7 separate regions of the Mus musculus genome follow, and regions 1, 3, 4, 5, 6 and 7 are each linked to region 2. A link is a contact called in public ChIA-PET and promoter capture Hi-C data. All regions are on one chromosome and are shown on one strand. The core of a region is the stretch at or near the end of the contact, and the rest is flanking DNA. Distances in the headings are between cores, read along the strand shown.

Region 1 (3,078 bases), core at 111-2,610, 760 kb before region 2:
ACACACATACATGCACACATTCATGCAATACATACATGCATACACATACATGTATATACATACAAACACACACATCACACACGCATGCACACACATACACATATAGCACACATGAACATATGCGCACACATACACACATTGTACACACATATGAATACCCGTGCACATACACACACAGCATACATAGACATATGCACAGATGTACATACACAGAACATATGAACACACACATGCACACACACACACACTTATACACCTATGCACACAGAACCATGCAGGAACTAAAGTGCTAATTAATCGATATTTAAGAGTTAAGAGGGTAGTAGAAGCAGAGAAAGGCAGAGAGAGGGAGAGAGTAGATAAGTAGAGGCCAGCCATGGTCATGAACACGTGGAGAGAGAGGGGAAGGGAAGAGCCCAAGAGGGCAAGGGGGAAGAAAGAGTAAGAGAGGGAGGAGAGGGCAAGCAGCCACTTTTATAGTGGGTCAGGCCTACATGGTTGTTGCCTGGTAACTATGGGGTGGAGTTTAGACAGAATGCTAACATAACCTGCATGTGCAAGGCCAAGGCCAGGTGCAGCAGCCTCAGGAATAAATGGAAACAAAGTCTGTCCTTAAGGAATTTGCAGTCTACAAAATAACCAAATAGTTGCCATTGTGTTATTACAAGGGAACAGATAGACTATGGTGATATGGGTTGTCAGTCTCTGGCAATTTGAGTCATGGAGGCAAAAATGAATGTGTTGGAATGGCATTCTAGGTAGGGCAGACAATGGGCAGAATATGTAGCAGGCAAACACTGACTATAGTAGTGGCACAGCTAATCACTTAGCTGAGCACAGAGCACACAGAAGAGACTTGAGGGAGATGTTGGTTCTGATTATTCAAGGAGGACTAAGCACAAGACTCCACTTGTCGAGGTGTTTCTGTGGACATGCGTAGCCTTTGGATGTCCTTGATCATGCTGGGCATGAAGGATTGGAGAGCTGGATTATGGAGACAGTGGCTTGGACAGAGTATGTCCAAAGAATCAAGGCTGGAAAGAGCAGCTTGGGCTATTGGTAACTGTGGACCTAACAGTTCTTCCCTAAGAGCTGGCTACTTACAGAAGCAGAAATGATTCAGGCAACAGCTCCACCGAGGGACATGGGTGCATGGGAGCATGCGCGACAGCTCGCTAATGCCTGGAACCTGGAGCACACTCCACGGCCTGCAGGGAACTCATCACATTAGAGTTTTTTCCAAATGACTGTTCTAGACTTCTGGAAAGCTCTGATGGTCTCTGGTCTGGTCTCAGAGGCTTCTTTGTAGCTTGTCTTGTCTGAGAGGGACTCTCAGCTTTTATTGCTTCCTGTGGTAGGAAGGTGTTATGCCCCAGCTCTGCACGAAACCCGTGAGAGCTCAAGAACTGTGGAGGCCCCTGCAATCGTGCATGCGAGCCTTTTATTTTCCAGTCAGACTTGGATCGAAAACCTTCCCACAGTGAGGGACAGGAGTGTGACCTCGAGCGTGGATGGCCTGGTGGATGGCCTGGCACTTATATACAGCATAGTTAGAGATTCTTTGACTGCTTAGGGTGACGGGGGGGAGGCGGGTGAAAGAGTGTCAGGAGGAAAAGTGCTCTGTGGTCTCTGAGCTGCAGGTGGGTGAGCTGTGTATCCTGTAAGCCAGCTTGATGGTTGCCTGTTGCCGGTGCCTCAATCCCGAATGCCGCCACGGCCCCTGCCCCAGCACCTTCCCCATGTGTCTTTCATCCCTTCCCAGGATGGGGCTTGGTTTGATAGAGCTCCTGGCAGATTTCCTTGTGCAGATGGATAAAAGTCATGTCCCTGGTAAAAGTCAACCGGGCATCGTATTTCCCAGTCTCCAACTCATGTCCTGGGTGAGATGGGATAGCTCTCTCCACTTCACCCTACTGTAAGGCCAGGCTCATCTCCAGCCTGTAGCCTCGCCCTGGGGGCTCTCTAAGACAGAGCTGGAGTTTGGGGCCTTGGATATCTGTAAGATTGTGTCTCCGTGTGACTGCTTACCCGCTCTTGCTTCACACTCGAGTTTTACTCGCTCTTTTCATCTTTGCCAGCTTCTCCTAGCCAAAAGTTAAGAGTTCCAGCAGGTGGCCAGGCATAGGTGTGTGCTATGAAGTTCTAATCCGTCCCTCTTGGACGGACGGTCTGGCTTCTACTTGGCTTTATCTCTGCTGTTGTATTTTAAACAGATGGCTCATGGGAAAGAACTTTTTAAGTTGTATCTCATGTGTCAGCGAGAGATTAAGGCATGAGAGGCTTGAGTCCTCGAAATATGTAATTTAAAAATAATTGAAGTTAATAGAGAATACCTAGAAATCGGAGAGTTCCTGAAAAAGTGGCCAGTTGTTGCCGCCTCAGCCAGGCATGGTGGACCATGCTCACAACCCAACCGTGTAGGAGGTGGAAGCAGGATCAAGGTTAAAGGTCACTGCTCACTATAAAGAGAGTTCAAGGCCAGCCTCAGCTATATAAGACCCTATCTTTAAAAATAAATAAATAAATAAATAAACTAAAATAATAAAATCAGAAGTTATTGCCTTAGTATTTCCCAATAGATCTTTGCTATTTAGGCAAAATATATCGGGGGATATGTGCATATAGTAGCTTGTATATACCTATGTATGTCTGTATAAATTATTTGGAAGCAAACAAATGTATTCGTGTAACTCCTTTTCTTCTTCATTGACAGAGCAAGTGTTCTCTTCACACATACTGGAACCAATAGAAGAACTTTCTTCAGAGGAGGAAAAAGGTAACGAAGCTTTGGGGTTTCCTTGTTCACTCGGGTCTGGACCTTGGTAGTGCATGTCTGCGCTGTATAGCGCACGGTACTGAAAGCAAGAGCCGCCTAGATGTGGATTGTGTGTTTCGACCTGTGTGATGTGCAGCATTTTGTTATTTTGGTCCCCTAATCTTCTGCTTGATTGAATTTTCTGCGGGTAAGTTAATGAGAGATTTCTTATGTCAGGAAACGGAAAAGCAGAAATCCTTTATTTTGATACAGATGGGGCTCGTGTATCGTATCCCTGACAACGTGACACCGTGTGTCCCAGA
Region 2 (3,029 bases), core at 195-2,694:
GGAAGAGAAACTAGCGTTCTTAACCACTGGGCCACACTTCCCTCCAGCCTTTGTTTATACAGATTGACTGCCTGGGTTTCTTGATGGTGCTCTCTGAACCTTTCTTTCAGAGCATTGCCAGGTTTTTCATTGTTTGATAAAATAAAACCCTACTAAGTTTAAGTTGTTGAAAGCTTTAATTGTGTAAATGGTAAACCAAGAACGTGGGTGAGGTTGATTCTAAAGGAAAAGCAGAGCATGGGCTTTGATTACTGTAGGCACTTTCCCTTTGTCTCGTGTGTGTGTGTGTGTGTGTGTGTGTGTGTGTGTGTGTGTGTGCTTGAGACAGGGTTTCTCTGTGTAACCTGGCTGTCCCGAAACTCACTCTGTAGACCAGGCTGTCCTTGAACTCAGAGATCCATCTGCTTCTGCCTCCCAGGTGCTGGCACTAGAGGTGTGTGCTATCACCTGCTGGCTTCATGTCTTTCTTCTTGATCAGTAATGTTATTCTCTTTCACTGAAGACAGGCTTTTTTTTTTTTTTTTTGATGCCTCGGTACATAAAAAATTAATATGACTTCTAATCACTCCCACTTGGTAGAGCCTCCGAATTCATAGAAAGCAGCAGACTATAATATAAACAGCAGTGAGCAATCATATGATAAGCCCACTTGTTGATGAGTGTGTGATAGATCTGGTCCCAGAGAAATGAATGGCCTTACCTCCATGGAGCAGAGACAGTGAGAAATTACATCAGTGGCCAATTTGTTGATGAATGATAAGAAGAAAACAAAAAAAAAAAAATGGTTCTGCATGGTTAGAGTCAAGGAATGACTCTAATAGGAAGATGGCACTCAAACTGAGAACTGAAGGAGGTAAACACTAGTCAGACATCCGAGGAAAGGGCAGGTAGACCAGGGAAGAACACCTGGTAATATAAATAAGAGCAAGAAGGACCAGGATTGGGGCACAGTGAGCAGACAAGAGAAGAGAGTAAAACCTTCCAGGGAACTCTGCAAAACTTACTTATCATGATTGCAAGCGGCCTTCGCCTTTTGTGACAGTATTTACAACAGTGAAACATAATTTTGCAATGCAACTTTCCATTTCCATACTGCATACATTCTAGAGGATTCTGCTCAGCTGGGTGTTAGTCTATGAGCATAGCTGAAGTTCAAAAATGAAGGCATCGATTCATAACTCCGAATTTCTAAGCACCTATAGTAGTAATCCATGCTGGTGACACTTGCTTAGAAAATATTCCAGACCCTAGTACCAATGACCCTAATTTCTCCTAGCTGGTGACTATGGGCTAGAGAGTGCGCGCCTGCGCAGTGCCACTGCCGGCTCCGCCCCTCTTTTGGGGTCTGGGAGAACCCGGAAGCCTCTGCGACTTCCTTTGAACGTGTCGGGGGCGGGGCATGTCGTAAAGCGTCGTGAAGCTGCTTCCCTCGGTTCTTCAGACGCCGCGCTTTACGGCGCTGGCTCTGCAGAGCTGAAGATGTCCGCTGCGAGCCGGGAGGAGCGTTCTGGTCCTCCCGGCAGCTTCGCGAAGCGGGTCCTGGTGACCGGGGGTGCTGGTTTCATGTAGGTAACGGTGCTGGTGGCTGAGAAGTTTCTCCCCACAAATCCTAACCTTGCCCTGCGGTTCTCCTTGTCTTTTGCACTTCGGGTCCACGACTTTGCAGATCCGTTATGGGGAGGGTCCCAATGCACAGCCCGGATGTCCATCCGGTTTCCCTCACTTTCTGGCCAGCCAAGACGAGGTTGCTTCGAAAATGCGACTTCTTTAACACCTTCCCCACAAAAAGGGGAACTCAGGAGTGCCTTGCTGCTGTCCCACCCCCTACCTGCCCGGGGGTGTTTACCACCTGTCACTTTTCTGAGAAGCACACATCAGTTTCATTCCCTTTTCTTCCCGCTCTCTGACAAAGCTCCGGCCAGCAGATGAAGGCCTTTCCAAAAGCTCGCCTCTACACGATGTGAGGATCGATCGTAATGGGACTCTTTGTCTTGTCTTCTCTTTTTTAGAAACTGTTTACAAATCCTTTGTTATTCCCAACCTGTTTGAGGCTCACACCCACCTACCGTGAAACTGTCCTTTCTATTTGTGTCAAAGCTTATTCTTAATTTGACTTCTGTTCCCTGCCTCCTTTTCCTTAGAACACTGCTACTATCCCTCTCCTGTTGATCTCGCGCGTTTTCTTTACACTTTGTAGAGTGTGTTCCTAAGTGAGATAGATGCAGCTGCATAGAGTTTTACAGTCATGGTTTCTGTGAGACTTGTAATGAAAGTCCAGGGTCTTTATCCGATCTAGAAGACTCGGGTGCTCGAGCCCTGCTTCCCAACCTAGTCTCTTGCTTTTCTGTACTCGCCCACAACCCTCTCAGGCTTCTCGGAGCACAGGAGGTTAGTGCTGCTTCCCGACTTGAGGCAGTTGCATAGGCTGTTAATTTACCCGCATATCACCTTCAGAGTGCTTATGGGAACACCTTAGGCCACCCATCCACTCAGCACTACCTGAAATTACATTGAGTACTTGTGTTTACTTGTTTATGGCCTTGCCCTTCTTCTAGAGTATAAACTGTGTGAGAGTAGACTGATGTTCATTAAGCTCCCACAGAAAGAAAGGTCAGGGCCATATCGTGAAGGTCTTCTGTAAGAGTTGAGTGGATGGATGCGTGAGCGATCCACAGGAAGTTCTGTCCTTGTAGTGTCTCCTGCATGGGGAGGGGTCAGAGAGTCTTGGTTACTGCCCAAGAACATGCAGTGGGCCTTTTAAATCCACAGACACTTTGCTGAGAGTAGGTAGCAGGAAGCTGAGATTCACTTAATTAACAGACGTGTACGTGGGGAAATGCATGTACTTGCATGGAAGGGCTTGTTCACAAAGAATGTCCTAGAAAATGAAGGAAAGTGAAGTTTTTCACCAAGAACAAACTTCACCTTTACAATTGGCCAGTGCTAGCCATTACTCCCCAGAGCCCAAAATATGTTTATATATATATATGTTTCTTTTACTGAGATAGCTCCATTTCAGGGTCCTCTGA
Region 3 (2,882 bases), core at 367-2,866, 720 kb before region 2:
ACAGTTCTAGAACATAGTGTGAATCCTGTGTTCCTGAATGTAAACCGCAGAAACAAGAGCTTGTCTGTTGTCTCCCGAATGAGCGCTCCGATGAACACAGGAACCTCAGCAACAACGCACGCAGTAAACAGTGTTCCAGCTACTTACTTTATACAACAGGGCCCGGCCCAGGGTGCCGCCTTGTAAAGGCAGGCACCTATTCCCATAGACCAGCTTCCACAGAACACTGAATTGAGCAACAGTTTGCCCTTTGTGGCAAGCACTGTCTTAGGGGAATCAAGTCTTCTATTTACCCAGCTATGCAAATAAAAATGGCAAGAGGAATAATAAAGAAAAGGAAAACGCCTCACATCTAGAAGTGGAGCAAGCTGCTCTTCTTAAGTTTCTGCCAGAATCCATTTAGTCATTTGCAAAACCCTGGAAGAGCCTAGAACATGAACGAGCATTATACTGTATTGACTATACCCTGGAAACTAAACGGTCAGTTTCCTATGGTAATATCTATCTCCAATATATGTATATATATATATATATCTCCAATATATATATACATATAATATAAAATATATATAAATATAAATATAATATAAAATATATAAATATATAAATTATATAAATTATAAATATAACATCTTCCTATGTTAATATCTATCTCCAATTTATATATATATATATATATATATATATATATATATATATATATATATTCATATACCAAGCGAAGAAGACCCAGAATGCTTGCACAAAGCCTGGAAGAGTGGTCACTCATCCTGTTGATCTCTGCTGTCCAACGTCCCCTGCCCTCTGAGCCACTTCACCCCCACCCCCCGTATGAGCAAGGGCTACTGATTTTCTTGAAACTGAGAAAAAGAATGAAGCTCAAGCCCTCAAGTTTGTAGGAGGGATTTTAAAGGAAAACAGCAACAAACTTCAATATGGTTCTTTTGCCTCTCCTCCGTGCCTGGCTTTTCAAAGACTCAATGAACCCGCTAAAGCGATATCAAGGCGAGCATTCATGGATCTCAGTGGTGTCATTTTAATGAGAATCAGATTTTGGTCGTGGGGTGGCCAGCCTCTGCTGCCCTACACTCAGTCCCAGACAGACGCGGGACCAGCCTTGTGCGCCACAACTACCTGAATTGATCCTACTCGTCACCACCAGGGGTTCCCAGGCTCAGAAGACGCCCCACCGGACACCCATCCGTAGACAGCGGGCATCGCAGACCCTCCCGGGGCAGAGTATAAGACCCAGCCTCCCCCACCCGGGAATCCCACGGCCGGTCCATAAGAGGACGCGCCCGCTTGGAAAGCCAGCAAGGAGCAGGGATGGGGATGGGGTCCCAAAGAGATGCAGACCATCCAACGCCAGCATGGAGGGGAACTCCTTGCAGTTGGCGACACCGGTGGAATCGGTAACGCAGATCTTCCACAGGTTGGCAAAATAAGTGGCTGTGGTGATGACAGTGCCATCGATGGTGGAGACCTTCCAGTAGTCGGTGGGCAGTGTGGAAGACACTAGCACCCAGCCCGAGATGGAGACTACGAAGGCGACGATTTCCAAGGCCGTGCTAGCCATGCTGGGCTGCAGCGGCGCTCTCGCTGGTTCCCGATCCCGCTGCCGCGACCCCCACGCGCCCAGCCCCGAGGCTCCGCCCCCGGTCACCGCCTCCGTCCCGCCCACTGGGCACTTGAGGGCACTGGCGGACCCGCACTCACAGTACTGTCAGGGCACCCAGAGCGCGCGGGGAGGTCTTGGGGTACCTCCTGGGTCCCCCGCCCCCAGCAGCTGGCCCGTCGTCTGCAATCGCAAAGCCCTCAGACCAGCGCTCTCCCCTCTCCCCCCGGGCCCGAGGTTCCCAAATCTCTCACAGAGGAGCCGCGGAAACCGGCTCTTTTATTGGTGCTGTCCAGGGACAACCAGATGTGGATAGCCTGCTGCGCCTCCCACCGAGCCACCCCGACTCAGCCCTACCCGCGGCAAATAGCTTGACTCACTGGGTGCCTTGCAAAAGCAGAACAGAAACAACTTTGGTGTGCCCTGAAAAGAAACGGTATGGTAACGCAGCCTCGCTTTGCTGAATGCAAAAGGCCAGTGAGCAACGCTTGTTTGCGTGACCCTGTTTGGCTTGTGAAGAGGGGCATACTGGGACTGAAACTGGCCTTCCCCTTAAAATTCAGTTCTCTTCGGCCTAGTGGCATGTGGAAAGTATTAATCAGGAAGCTCAGACTTAATTGGGAGGTAGCCGATGAGCCCAGCTCAAGTTCCAGAGAGCCCCGTGAGGGTCTTGGCTAATTAATGCACTAGATATGGGGCTGTCATTTGACTCGTTTTCCCCCCAGAGCAACACACTTTCAGTTTGGGGAGTCTGGTCTGGGAGGGTTCTGAAGCAAGAGAGAGATGTCTATGAATCTTTGCTCAGTTGTGTGTGCGTGTGCGTGTGTGTGTCTGTGAGTGTGGAGACCAGAGAGCAGCCCCTGGTGCCATCTACTTTGTTTAGTGGTCCTTCTCACTGCGACTTGTCTTTCAGATTGGCCTAGGCCCGTGCCGCGAGTCTCAGGGATTCCCTTTCTTTGCCTCCCTCCCCAGCTGTACACCCACCGCGGGTCTGGCCTTTTACAGAGGGGCTGGGGATCCAAACTCAAGCTTTACTGATTGTGTATCTCCCCAGCCCTTCTCGACTTTTGTTTTTATCTTGCTTGTGTGAGTGAGAGAGAGAATTATGAGTGTGTGCATAGTGTTTGTGCATGTGTGTGAGTGTATGCACACAGTAGGTGAGAGTGTGTGGGCGTGTGGGTGCGGCTTGTGTGCGTATCTGTATGCATGCATGTGTGAGAATATGTGTGTGTGCTGTGCGAGTGTGTGTGAGTGTGTGTGTGTGTGT
Region 4 (2,833 bases), core at 59-2,558, 640 kb before region 2:
GCATCAGGTTATACCGGCAAACAGCAGATGATCGTCAAGTTGTAGGGGTGCCATGCCAGAATTTCTATCATGAGCAGGTTAGGGAAAACAATTTGGTTGGAAAGAGGCCAGAGGGAGGCCTGGTGGCCTCATTTGCAATTTGGGCTACCCTAACCAAATACCACTGGCCAAATGGCATCAACAAAAGTGCACTAGAAGGACCCCCTTCTCTGGGTCCAGAAGCGGATGCCCTGGTATCAGTAAGGTGTGCAGAAGCTTGGCATTCCCACACCCTCATCTGTGGGAAAGCGTTGTTACCTGCTGTTTATAGCTCTAGTTTTTTAAACTTCTGAAAAATGATTACATTTATTAATTGAAAGAGGAGTGTGTGTGTGTGTGATGTGTGTGTGTGTGTGAGATGTGTGTGTGCTGTGTGTGTGTGCTGTGTGTGTGTGAAATGTGTGTGTGAGATGTGTGTGTGTGAAATGTGTGTGTGAGATGTGTGTGTGATGTGTGTGTGTGATGTGTGTGAATGTGTATGTGTGTGTGATGTGTGTGTGACTGTATATGTGTGTGTGATGTGTGTGTGTGATGTGTGTGTATGTGTGTGCGTGTATGTGTGTGTGTGATATGTGTGTGAGTGTATATGTGAGTGTGTGTGTGTTTGTGTGTGTGTGTGTGTCAGTGGATAGCTTGTAGGAGTTGATTCTTCCCTTCCACGATGTGTGTCCCTGGAATTGACTCTCACTGTCAGGCTTGGTGGCAAGTGCCTTCACTCATGCCGCCATCTCGCTGGCCCCAACACTCTTTATTCTAGTTATCCCAACATGGCTTACGGAAGATTCACTTGCTTATTAACTCTGCTGAGCACACCCTCTTAGTTTCACTTGTGTTTATTTAACTTGGTTACGGGAAAACCAAGCACCTTACGGTCATTCCAGAATCACCCAGATAAGACACCTTATCTGTGACTGCACAGGAACCACGGATCACTGGCGGATTTATTAATACGGGTTAGCAAATGTGTAGCAGGCGTTGGGTGTGACTTTCACACTCACTCATTCAGGGGAAGGCAACTTTTAAACGCTGTGCATTTACGGAACGTGGTGCTGTCACGGTACACCGTGCATGATTGCACATCTATACCTTATTATTCAATGTCGGAATACGTCACGTTTAGCCATCCATTCCCCCCTCTTACGACCGACCGTAAGTCAGGCCTCTTGTAGCCTTTCCTAGGTGTGTGGGTGAGGAGAGCTAAGAACCCCAATCACCTTGAACACGCGCTAGGGATCCACACATCCTGCCCACTCTTGCAGTTGCATATCGTGACCAGTAGGTGGCGGCCACACACCAATAAGACACTGTGGCCACCGACTCAGCTCAGAAGGCTCAGAAGGGAGGTGACCTGAAACTAGAACTCTTCTTAAGAATGATTGGCCGTGGAAGTAAATGGAAGCAGAAGACCAGAGCTGAGGCTAAGACGGCTGATTACTTACTTCCGATATCCGGTCTTCCAATCCTCTATCTTCCCAGGACCAGAGAGTTTAGCTTTAATTTCCTTACTGAGAAAGACAGCCGTGAGTCACTTGGTGAGAAGTTAGTGGAAGGATGTTACTGAGCATCAAGTACAGCACCATGCAACTACTAAGTACACAGTACTCTGGAGGAACTGGAACACCATAGAAACTTAATATCTTGTCGTTGAGAAGTAGTCACAAATTGAGCGCTCTACACCTGGAGGATATTATTTTCGCCCCGGTTTCTCTAATCCTTGTTGTTGGGGGAGGTGTTTGTGCACTGTGTAGTCACATGCTGATTTCTGGCTGCAGCCTGGCCCTGGGTGTTGTCATTATTTTTGTTTGTTTGTTTGTTTGTTTGTTTTTCCAGACAGGGTTTCTCTGTATAGCCCTGGCTGTCCTGGAACTCACTTTGTAGACCAGGCTGGCCTTGAACTCAGAAATCCACCTGCCTCTGCCTCCTGAGTGCTGGGATTAAAGGCGTGTGCTACCATGCCCGGCTCCGGTGTTGTTATTATTATGAAGCTTTTCATGACATTTCGTGATTTTGTAAAACACGGTTGTCCACCATCTTCTGACTGGTCAGTAAAGAGCTGGTCAGCTTATGTCTGGGCTGGAGAGGATAAGAGAGCCTTCTGTGCCCAGAGAGAGAAGGCAGAGGGTATCAGATGGGGGAAGAGATGCCAAGAGGGCAGGACTGAGGAAAGCCAGAGGGAGACCAAGATGGCAGGAATGCCCTGTGGCTGGAAAATAGTCCAGACCAGCACAGTCCAGTTAGAATATCAGAATCTGCCCAGCTCAGTGCCTGAAGTTTTCAATAAATATACCAGGTCTCTGTGTCATTATTCAAAGCAAGGGCAGGCATAGAAAAGCTCACCCTTTTACATTTGGCACCCAATTAATTCCTGCCGCACAGAAAAGCCCCTTACACTTACACCATGTTTTGTAGAAGGGCATCTGACACTTCACCGATGGTCTAATAGACTTACATGGAGCCCTTTCACGGAACCCTCCAGTTCTCTACACTCTGGGTCAGTCCTTCCAAGGTTGGGAGTATCCAAGGCAAAAGTGATGCCAGTGGGGTTATATCCTAAAGACAGGGGTTTCCCCACGGTCCGGAGCCAGTGTGCCTCCCAGCAGTGCTTCATCAAAGAGAAGAGAATGGTGCTCAAGAGCAGCCATCCCACTTGCCCTGGTGCTGCAGCGGGTTATCAGTCTAATAACAGATTGATCACGAAGAAGAGGGAAGCCACAGAGAAAACACCCTGGACACTGCACTTCCTCCCTTATAAATATCCATAAACAAACAGAAGCAGCGGGCTTCACAGCAAAGG
Region 5 (3,112 bases), core at 136-2,635, 570 kb before region 2:
TTAATTGTCAACCAGACACAACCTAGAGTCACCAGAAAATTAGGAACTTCAAGTAAAGAACTGCCCAGATGGGCTTGGCTGATGGCAGCTGTGAGAGAATGACCCATTGGAGATGGCATGAGGACCCAGCCCACTGCAGGCTGGAGTCAGCACCAACAGGCCAACAGGGTTGTTGTTGTTTCAGCTCTGGGCCCGACTTCTCTCCGTGATAGACTGTTTATTACCTGCAAGTGTAAGCCTGAAATAAACTCTTTCTTATCCAAGCTGCTTCTGGTCAGAGTATTTTCTCACAGCAAAAGGACCGGTGAAATTGTCACTAGGGCCATGAATTCGAAACCGCTCTTCTTTCCTTACCCAGCGCTGAAGTGAACCAAAGCAGCAGAGGCAGTTAACACGGCCACGCCAGAACCCTGGGCTTGTGAACACTAGTCCACGAGCCAGGACCCATACCTTCCTCACTGTGTCGGGGCACCCTGGCACTTCTTATGCCAGCTTGAGTACAAGTCAGATTTCATCATCACTAACCTTAAGATCTCGGACAAGCTAGATCTTTTGAGTCTGAATTTATTCAGTAAAATAGTAATAACCATTTCGAAAAGTAAATTAGAAGCGGAGTAGGCTTATAGAAAGGCACAGCAAGGTGTCCTGTAACATCGGTTCCCTTTGCCACGGATCCTCTGGGAGCCTCTCAGGGCTCCGTGAAAGAAACATGCCAGGCAGCGTATTATCTGATTTCCCTTACCTAATCTAAGAGGACAGCCAACTGCTTACACAGGTCCGCCATGCCAAGCAATGTAGGAAAGGTCAAGAAGCCGTCCGAAATGGTAGCACTCTATTCATCTCCCCAAATCCTTGTGTCCTAATATCGGGTGGCCTGACGGTCTTCACGGCTTTAAGGTCTGCAAAGGCAATCTGATAAACCTTGCTGTTGTTCCAGGTCCGACTCTTGGCCTGCAGGTGGAACAATCTCCCACAGCACCCTATTTGGTCCTGATGAGGGCAGCATGCCAGGGGACCGCAGGCAAAGCCAGGCGGCTTTCACCAGATCTCCAGGAGCGCAAAGCCTAGGGGGCGTTTCCGAGCGCGGGGGCGGGCACAGCCGGTACCGCCCCCGCCACCTTCAGGGTGGTGCTTGGGTGCTGATCTTAAACTTCGGCAAAGTTTGCAACGGGTCTCAAGCACGTGCGGCTTCCCCGCCCGGCTCCGCGTTCCCCGAGCCGCCCCCGGTCACCTGCGCGCGGTTGGTCTCTGTCGTTTCCCCAGCGGCCGTCCCCCTGCGCTCTCACGCGACACGCTTCTCCCAGGCTCGAGGAGGCGGCGGCGACAGCGCGTAGCGGGCGCCCCGAGGAGCCCCGAGAGGCGGGGTCAGGGCGGGCCGGCGCTTGGTTCCCGGAAGCCGCTGCTTGCCTGCGAGGCTCCGGCCGAGGCCGGAGCTCGAGCATCCTCACCCGCGCTTCCCGGAGCCGCCGCCCGGCCGCGCGCACCGCGGGCGAGATGCTGCCGGTGCACACCGAGGTGAAACCCAACCCGCTGCAGGACGCCAACCTCTGCTCGCGCGTGTTCTTCTGGTGAGTGCCGGGTCCGGGCCCGTTCCTCCGTCCACGAGATGCTCCGCGTCGGCTTAGCCGCGTGTCCGATGCTCAGCGCCGGTCCCTGATGGTCGGAGGATGCGTTTCCTGCACAGCCTTACACTCCGGGCTCCTTGTCGCGCGTGCGCCACGCGGCCTGCGGTCCCCGCCCGCACCCCACGCCCGTGCCGCTCTCCTCCAGGAGGGGCACGCGGGGACCGGTGGCAGACGCAGGTGGCGCCCACCCGAAACCGTGGGGATCCATGGGAGGTGCGGGGGTGCCCTGGAGGGCGGGCTCTGTATGCCCACCTTCGCTAGCTTCCCATCCCGGCTCAGGGCTTGCACAACTCCCTCACCCAAACTGCACCTCTTTATTTCTCTTTAAGCAGCAGTGAACAGATGGGCTTATCAAAAAGCAGCTGAAGTTAGAGTTCTGGGCGAACGCCAAACTCTGTTGTCCCCATGGCCTTCTGAAACACCTTACCAGACATCTTTCAGGTCCATTGATTGCCTGTGTGTGTGTGTGTGTGTGTGTGTGTGTGTGTGTAAGGAAGTTTAACTTCTAGGATCCCGTCTCTCCTTCTGGCCCCTCTGTGTGTGTCCTAGTACCTAAGTATGGCTGTGAGTTAAAAGGTCACTTTATTACGATGTTTTATTTAGTTACGAATGGGGACACTACTCTTGAGCAAGATCAACATGATGTTTTCCTCTTGACAGAAACGCAGCCATAGTGGAGTACATTTTCCCCTGTTAGATGGACTTTTCATTTCTGCCTTTGATGGCCATATCCCTCTTGGGAATGAGTTTCGGAAGCCTGTTGGGGGTCTTACCAAGATGTGTTCAGAGACAGGAGTCAAGGTTTCCATGCCTAAAACCACTGATGGGTTCCCTGATCTGGTCTCCGCCCCACCCCTCTTTTTGTAGGAAACAGGTGAAGAGGTTTAGATAGATGACATTCCTAAGTAGTTTTCCGCCTAGTAGCCTGGGCTGGCTAGTACACGCTTGGCTAACAAGAATAGTTTTTATTCCTTGACCTCCGCCATTTCATCTTCCTCACGTTCTAATGTTACCTTTTTAAAATGTGAAAACCTAGGGAGCTTCAGAGTCATTTACTACTGTTTTTAACTGCTGATGCAGTGTGTGCAGGATCCGATTTTGGACACTCGGTCAAGAGGAGCTTGCGGGAAGAAGGAATGTGGTGAAATGAATTTAAAAAAAAAATACATAACTCAGAGCGGGTGGGCTGTCTTGGTCTCCCGAGCTTTTGGCAATACACAGACCTCCTGATGATTTTCCTGTGAGCGGACTTTCAGAATGGAGGTGAAGCGAGAGCTGGGTGTGGGTGGCACATACCTCCAGTCCCTGTCTCTTGGAAGGCTAAGGTGGGAGGATGACTTGAGCAGCTATGGAGCTGAGACCAGCTAGGATAAGGTAGCAAGGCACAATCGGCTGTTGTTTGTTTGCTTGAGACAGCCTCACCCTGTAGCACAGGCTGGTCTGGAAGTCCTCGAATGCACAGCAATCTTCCTTACAGCCTCGGTTTC
Region 6 (3,058 bases), core at 497-2,996, 870 kb before region 2:
CATAGTTTCAGAAAGTTACACATTTACACAGATCGGAATTCAGCAAAATGAAAGAATGAACCTCAAAAGGAAATAAACTTTTTTTCCCGTTTCTGCCAAAGTATTAGCTTATTTTCATACCCGCCATTATTATTATTTATTATTATTATTATTTATATTCTCTGCCAAAGGCCCCTGGAGGAGCAAATCCACTGGGTTTGTGCGTTCTTCTTGCCTAAATGTTAACAAGGTATACACCAGTGAGCAGCTTGCTTTTTACATGTAAGTTTTAAAATACATTTAAATTTTATTAATTTGATTTGATTTAGAATAGTTTTAATTAATGTTAGAAATGCGTTGAATTTAACAAGATAATGAGAAAAAATATATATTGTAAATTTTCCTTTCCCATGAAGGAATATCATATTTGGAAAAAGAACGAAGTCAGTGGAGAAGAAGAAGATGGTATTCAGAATTTAAAGAATATTTTTAAGAGTTTATATAAAGGACCACAAAGAATGCCTCAGAGATATTTCAGTTCTGATCCTGGTGCTTTAGAGAGCACTTTCAGGGGCGCGCCTCTCTCCTTCACTGAAAGGCCTGGGTAAAGCAACCACATGGCAGAGTCCCAGAATGCACCAGTCCCTTCTCTTCTGAAAGCCTTGTATTGATCACACAGTGGCTCTGTGATATTTGCACCCTTACATCCTTATGCACTGCCTATTGTCACAGCCATAATGTCTGAAGGTGTTTTAGTTTACCTCTACATATTTCACAATGTGTATTCATAAGTCATCATTTAAAGGCCTCTGAATATAAGTTACCCTGTATTTGTCTCCATGTCCTTTGACTTAGGATTATGATGCTTTCTGTTCTGCGGAACACCGAAACTCCCGTGAAGTTCTGGTTTCTGAAGAATTACCTCTCGCCAACATTTAAAGTAAGCACATGGCTATTTTACAATGTGGCTAAAGCTTGATACTAATTTCTTTGTTACCATTGTAATCTCTGAAAACATTTCCCTTTTCAATGTGAGGTTTTTAAATGTGTATTTGCCAAATAGGGCATGGGAGTGGAAAACACATGGACTGAGATGACACAATACAGGATCCGTCCTAGCAGATGCTATCACTAATTAGAAAAACCATTCTCTGGATAAAAACCTTGCAGCACTTCATGGCAAAAGTAATGCCTCTTCAAAACGGGGTTTTCCTTTCTGGTTTGCTTTTTCTCTCTGTTTCTTCTTCGTACGGTGCTTTCGTGCATAACATAAACACTGGTGAGTGCGCAGGTGTAAGCCTGTAGCTTTGCTCTGTTCACAGTAGCCAGGCCCTCCCTCCAGCCAGAAGGTCATTGGCCTAACTACCTGTCTGTCTCAGTTCCTGAGGAGTCTGTTTGGGGAAGCAAGGCAGCAAGCAGTGGGCGTGAGCTGGAGCAGGAGGCTGAGCCACAAGCTTGAAGCAGTCTTTCAACACTCTCAAAGCCCGCCTCCAGTGACGTACTTCCTCCAACAGACACGTCTGCTGCCGCTCCCTCCCCTTCCTCCTTCACACACTCCCTTTCAGCTTGGGAACAAGTTTATTAGAATAGTATTTAAGCAGTTTTCAGTTTCTTTATAATGATTTATAGTAAGCTTCTTCTAAAATGTATTGTTTGATTTGTTATATGTGTCTAGGAGGTAATTCCTCACATGGCTAAGGAATATGGATTCCAGTATGAGCTTGTGCAGTATAAGTGGCCCCACTGGCTTCATCAACAGACTGACAAGCAGCGAATCATTTGGGGTTACAAAATCCTTTTCCTTGATGTCCTTTTCCCACTGGCTGTGGACAAAGTCATATTTGTTGATGCTGACCAGGTAACAAGAGCGATTACTTTTTACTAAAGCTTGCTTTGCATCTAACTGAACATGAACATGAGGATTTGCATTGCTCATTGATTGTCACTGTTAGTTTTTAGACATACACGACACGACATTTTTTATATCCACTAAGAACCTGGAGTTTAAAAACACACTAGCAGAGCGTGCGCAGACGGGAAAGTGTGACAAGAAGTACCGTCTGCGTACAACATGGCAGTTCCTATCTGAAACAGCCATTATTATTATTGTATAATTTGGCAAGTAAAACTAAGACATGTGTACATTATTCGTTATAAAAACAGTTCCATGCACCTGCGCGGGTACGCACGGGTTCCGCGCACCTGCGCGGGCACGCACGGGTTCCGCGCACCTGCGCGGGCACGCACGGGTTCCGCGCACCTGCGCGGGCACGCACGGGTTCCGCGCACCTGCGCGGGCACGCACGGGTTCCGCGCACCTGCGCGGGTATGCACAGGTTCCATGCACCTGCGTGGGTATGCACGGGTTCCGCGCACCTGCGCGGGTATGCACGGGTTTTCCTCTAGCTGCTGACTTGCTGGGAAGGTTAGCGGTGAGTGGTGAGTGTGGCCCTTCTCTCCTGCGTCCACCATCAACAGTGAAACCATCAAGTTTCCATCTGTCCATGACTTACTTAGGAAAGGCTCTAAATTTAGCTGGAGATAATGAAAAGCCACCTTCATTTCCAAATCTGTATGTATAGAATTATTAGCTCATTTCAGGATATTTGTCATCAGTAATCATGAAAATATTTGACAAGTGTACAGAATTTCTAATGCAGGAATACTTAAGTGTTCGTGTATATAAAGTGAATTCACAGGATATAAACGACATATCAAGGACAAAGGTGTATTTTCAGGTTTTATATTAGAATTTGCTGATAAGCATGGAGTGGAGATGGGGGCAGCTTTTTTTCTAAGTCCAGCACTGCAGAGAGTGAGGCAGGAGGATGAGGAGCTCAGTGCAGAAGCACGAATGAGGCCACCTGGAAACAAAAGCCAACCGGGAGGAAAAGACGGCAGAGAAGAGAGCAGGGCCCTTGCCTGGGTGAAGTCTAAGCCACTGCCGTCTGAGCTCTGAGGCCAGAGACTATTTATCACCTCATTGTAGAACAGCAGGGGACTAAATGCAAAAATTTATTGCTGGGCTCCTTACTCTGGTGAGTCAGCAGCCAGAAGCCTCTCTGGCTAAGCTGGTTAA
Region 7 (2,910 bases), core at 53-2,552, 660 kb before region 2:
ACTAAATGCACCCCCACCACCCTATCCTGCTGTTACATCCTCCTGTGAGTGAATGCGGTTTCCTTTGTTCAAATCTCTTAAGGTAGAATGCGGCTCCCTGGGGAGCATGGTTACTTTGTTTCTCTCTTAATTTTGCTAACTGCTCCACTAGTGGCGCCTAAAGTTGCATCCATTTCTTTTGCTCACTCCATTCCCCGCCCCCCCCCCACCCCGGGTTTGTATTAAATTTCTAAAATGTACAGTCTTTTACGTAAAAACTAAATCCACTCAAGCTATTCTAATTCATCCCACACAGCCGGTTCTTTAATTTTCCTAAACGTGAGGTTAGGAATGTGTTTTTGTAATGGGTGGTGATAGTTAGTGGAGACTCGCGGTTTGTCAAAGTTTTGAGAACAGCTGGCTGGAGGGTGCTCATCCCTATGTGCTCATCCGTAAAGCCTCCCTCAAGGCCCAAGGAACATGTGGGAGGTGGTGGTGGGAGACAGGAATTATGGGAACACTTGAGGATGAGGAGGATACAATGTAGCAATCATGCATGCTAGGTGCCTGCACAGGACCTACATGAGATAGGGACAGCCAACAGTCCATCACTGATGGGGGAGGGGCTTGAGCAGTGAAAAGTTTCTAGAGAGGGAAGTCCTTTTCTACAGTGGTATAGCCATGCCCCTGTGGATAACCTCCTGCCTGTGGTTACATAGTGTCTTAGATTCTTCTATTGCTCGGTTGAAGCACCATGACCAAAAAGCAAGGTGGGAAGGGAAGGCTTTATTTGGTGTATACTTCTGCATTGTTGTTCCTTATCAAAGAAAGTCAGGACAGGATCTCAAACAGGACAGGAACCTAGAGGCAAAAGGCTGATGCAGAGGCCATGGAGGGGCGCTGCCTCCTGGCTTGCTCCTCATGGCTTGCTCAGCCTGCTCTCTTATAGAACCCAAGACTACCAGCCCAGGGATGGCATCACCCACAATGAGCCCTTCCACCCTTGATCACTAATCGAGAAAATGCCTTACAGCTGGATCTCATGGAGGCACTTCCTCAACTGAGGCTGCTTTCTTTCTGAAAGATTTCAGGTTTTGTCAAGTTGGCACACAACAAGCAACCCCCCATTAACCTCAGGAGGTCATCCACAAAATAGAATTGAAAGTAGCAAGGGAAGTCATTGAGAAGAAGGAATCCAGGAGTGTGGTGGCTTGAATGAGATGCTCACTTATGCCTTGGGTATTTGAATACTTGGTCCCAAGCTGGTTGTGCTGTTTGGGGAGGTCTAGGAGGTGTGGCCTTGTAATAGGAGGCGTGGCCTTGTCAGGAGAGGTGTGGCCTTATAATAGGAGGTGTGGCCTTGTTGTAGGAGGCCTGTTACTGGAGGTGGGCTTTGACACTCATGCTATTTCCAGTGTGCTCTCTTGTGAGCCCTCAGCTTCCTGCTCCAATGGCCTTAGGGTTTCTACTGCTATGGTGGGAGGAGCTAATATAGTCAAAATGCATTATGCACATGTAGGCAGTTGTCAAGAATAAATTAAAATGTGTCACCAGGAAGAAAGAATTGGAGAACTTGAAACCATGGCATGTGCTGGAAAGTACTGAACAAGGAAGAGGGACAAGAACTTAGATTGGGGATAGATGTGGCCACCTTTCTCTCTGGTCAGTCACCAAGCTCCCAGCAGGAATCCTTCCATCTCTCATAAGCCTCTGACACTCTTCCTCAGCTCCACTCCCAGAAGTCTTTGTCTAGGTTCCCACTGCTACTTATGCTCAGGTTCGAATAGGAAGCCCTGACAATCCTCACACGTGACAAGTGCTGTCAGACACCCAAAGCTTACCACGTTCTTGACACTTCTAACTCTTTCAAGCTGAAGTCCAACCCTGCCTTAGAGTTTAAAGGCCTCTAGCAGTTTCCTCTTTGTCTGCAGCCAGTCGTCGTCCCATGCGAGTGCTCTGGCCTGTTCCCTGGTGTATGTGGCTCTTTTCTGCTTTAGGTCTCCCTTTGCTTGCAGGTGTCAGCTGCATGCTACCCACACGTTAACTCACCACCAATCCTGAAAGAGGCAACACTCCCTGTCTACAGTCCAAGGAGCCAAGTCTTCGTCATTCTCCCCCAAGCCACGCAGTTAATAAGTTGCAGAGCTGGGTAGGTTCTTTAGTCTGAGATGCCCTCTCTCTTGCCCTCCCTTGGCATATTTCTGCCATCTTGCCAGACAATTTCAGCATCAGCTCTTCTGGGAATCCTGTGTCCCTTGTACTTAATCATCAAATATCTCTAAGCATGATAGGCTGATATTTGCTGGATATCTGCCTCACTGTCAGCTACCTGCCCTTAGACAGGCCCATGTCCTGTTCCCCTTCTCTGACAGGAATCTAGGGATTGCTTTGATGACAGAACACATTAATGAATCAACACATCAGAGCCCACAAGCTCCCTTTGCATCTGAAGAACGGCAGCATAGCCACTTGCCAATCGTCAACCTTTGGTAATCAAATTAGCTGATAATACAAAAAAACAAAAAAACAAAAATCTGACAAAGGCTTAATTGTAGACCAGATGGCTAATTACCGCAAGCTCAATTAAGAACGATTCAGCTTTCAGCAATGAGCATTCAAAATACAAAATACACAAGTGAAAGGCATTTCAGGATGAGTGAATGCATCGCTTTCTTGGGAAATGTCCTCTGAGGAGGCAGAGGCCGTCTCCGCTGTAGCATGTTTGCTGTCCAGGACCCAAGTTTGGTCCTTAGTGCCCAAGTATGGGAAGTGTAGCACGCACTGTCAGCCCACCCCAGGGAGGCAGAGGCAGACGGATCCTTGGGATTTGCTGTTGACCTCTGACACTCACACACTTCTGCATCCATGTGCATCTATGCACCCATGTGCACTCATTCATGCATGAATATGCACATACATACTGGCATATAT

Evidence for each region. Promoter capture Hi-C pulls out the DNA fragments that hold promoters and counts their contacts. ChIA-PET counts read pairs in DNA pulled down with a chosen protein or histone mark. Capture Hi-C pulls out chosen DNA fragments and counts their contacts.
Region 1: an RNA polymerase II ChIA-PET map of memory CD8 T cells shows a contact between it and region 2, with 16 read pairs. The contact joins the enhancer-like site here to the promoter of Tgds in region 2. A contact is called at or near these places in 2 of 39 promoter capture datasets (liver and pre-B cells), 1 of 484 Hi-C or Micro-C datasets (the G1E-ER4 cell line) and 6 of 115 datasets of contacts at active chromatin or transcription factors (astrocytes, bone marrow-derived macrophages, embryonic stem cells and 3 more).
Region 3: a promoter capture Hi-C map of pre-B cells shows a contact between it and region 2, with 3 times the contacts expected there. The contact joins the promoter of Cldn10 here to the promoter of Tgds in region 2. A contact is called at or near these places in 2 of 39 promoter capture datasets (embryonic stem cells and pre-B cells) and 7 of 115 datasets of contacts at active chromatin or transcription factors (astrocytes, bone marrow-derived macrophages, differentiating embryonic stem cells and 4 more).
Region 4: a contact with region 2 is called in a promoter capture Hi-C map of neural stem cells. The contact joins the enhancer-like site here to the promoter of Tgds in region 2. A contact is called at or near these places in 8 of 39 promoter capture datasets (the HPC-7 cell line, cranial neural crest, embryonic stem cells and 5 more), 2 of 484 Hi-C or Micro-C datasets (both in the G1E-ER4 cell line), 20 of 115 datasets of contacts at active chromatin or transcription factors (the 230-238 cell line, astrocytes, bone marrow-derived macrophages and 14 more) and 3 of 9 other capture datasets (adipose tissue, embryonic stem cells and macrophages).
Region 5: a promoter capture Hi-C map of liver shows a contact between it and region 2, with 2.8 times the contacts expected there. The contact joins the promoter of Abcc4 here to the promoter of Tgds in region 2. A contact is called at or near these places in 6 of 39 promoter capture datasets (cranial neural crest, embryonic stem cells, hippocampal neurons and 3 more), 3 of 484 Hi-C or Micro-C datasets (CD4 T cells, embryonic stem cells and uterus), 16 of 115 datasets of contacts at active chromatin or transcription factors (the 230-238 cell line, astrocytes, bone marrow-derived macrophages and 12 more) and 3 of 9 other capture datasets (adipose tissue, liver and macrophages).
Region 6: a contact with region 2 is called in a promoter capture Hi-C map of pre-B cells, with 5 times the contacts expected there. The contact joins the enhancer-like site here to the promoter of Tgds in region 2. A contact is called at or near these places in 8 of 39 promoter capture datasets (the C10 cell line, the HPC-7 cell line, HPC-7-derived erythroid cells and 4 more), 8 of 484 Hi-C or Micro-C datasets (CD4 T cells, Th1 cells, erythroblasts and 5 more), 6 of 115 datasets of contacts at active chromatin or transcription factors (fibro-adipogenic progenitors, large pre-B cells, memory CD8 T cells and 3 more) and 2 of 9 other capture datasets (adipose tissue and liver).
Region 7: a promoter capture Hi-C map of fetal liver shows a contact between it and region 2, with 5 times the contacts expected there. The contact joins the enhancer-like site here to the promoter of Tgds in region 2. A contact is called at or near these places in 22 of 39 promoter capture datasets (the 3T3-L1 cell line, 3T3-L1-derived adipocytes, the HPC-7 cell line and 15 more), 2 of 484 Hi-C or Micro-C datasets (both in the G1E-ER4 cell line) and 13 of 115 datasets of contacts at active chromatin or transcription factors (acute myeloid leukemia, embryonic basal ganglia, embryonic forebrain and 9 more).

Annotation. Positions count from the first base shown.
Region 1 is chr14:118,891,468-118,894,545 of GRCm38.p6, reverse strand. Dzip1 (DAZ interacting protein 1) reads left to right here. Exons shown (of 22, transcript NM_025943.3): 14 at 2,714-2,776. Among named protein-coding and RNA genes, the nearest start is that of Dzip1, 32 kb to the left of the region's middle. Within about 2 kb of position 1,360, at least 20 of the 459 cell types and tissues checked have an H3K27ac peak or open chromatin away from gene starts, as enhancers often do. A contact at or near this core is called in memory CD8 T cells, where this site is marked.
Region 2 is chr14:118,131,180-118,134,208 of GRCm38.p6, reverse strand. Tgds (TDP-glucose 4,6-dehydratase) reads left to right here and starts at 1,444. Exons shown (of 12, transcript NM_029578.3): 1 at 1,444-1,565. The coding sequence starts at 1,480.
Region 3 is chr14:118,853,684-118,856,565 of GRCm38.p6, reverse strand. It overlaps Cldn10 (claudin 10), which reads right to left and starts at 1,616. Exons shown (of 5, transcript NM_021386.4): 1 at 1,357-1,616. The coding sequence starts at 1,576.
Region 4 is chr14:118,766,711-118,769,543 of GRCm38.p6, reverse strand. No RefSeq gene overlaps it. Among named protein-coding and RNA genes, the nearest start is that of Gm22379, 7.0 kb to the left of the region's middle. Within about 2 kb of position 1,308, at least 21 of the 459 cell types and tissues checked have an H3K27ac peak or open chromatin away from gene starts, as enhancers often do. A contact at or near this core is called in the G1E-ER4 cell line, neural stem cells and pancreatic cancer cells, where this site is marked.
Region 5 is chr14:118,704,492-118,707,603 of GRCm38.p6, reverse strand. Abcc4 (ATP-binding cassette, sub-family C (CFTR/MRP), member 4) reads left to right here and starts at 1,385. Exons shown (of 31, transcript NM_001033336.3): 1 at 1,385-1,568. The coding sequence starts at 1,495.
Region 6 is chr14:119,005,924-119,008,981 of GRCm38.p6, reverse strand. It overlaps Uggt2 (UDP-glucose glycoprotein glucosyltransferase 2), which reads left to right. Exons shown (of 39, transcript NM_001081252.2): 33 at 835-919; 34 at 1,655-1,837. Among named protein-coding and RNA genes, the nearest start is that of Dnajc3, 70 kb to the right of the region's middle. Within about 2 kb of position 1,746, at least 375 of the 459 cell types and tissues checked have an H3K27ac peak or open chromatin away from gene starts, as enhancers often do. A contact at or near this core is called in the HPC-7 cell line, Th1 cells, adipose tissue and 12 more, where this site is marked.
Region 7 is chr14:118,792,798-118,795,707 of GRCm38.p6, reverse strand. All of the region lies in intron 1 of Gm52105 (a long non-coding RNA gene), which reads left to right. It also overlaps a transcript of Cldn10 not described here. Among named protein-coding and RNA genes, the nearest start is that of Gm52105, 3.4 kb to the left of the region's middle. Within about 2 kb of position 1,302, at least 15 of the 459 cell types and tissues checked have an H3K27ac peak or open chromatin away from gene starts, as enhancers often do. A contact at or near this core is called in the G1E-ER4 cell line and fetal liver, where this site is marked.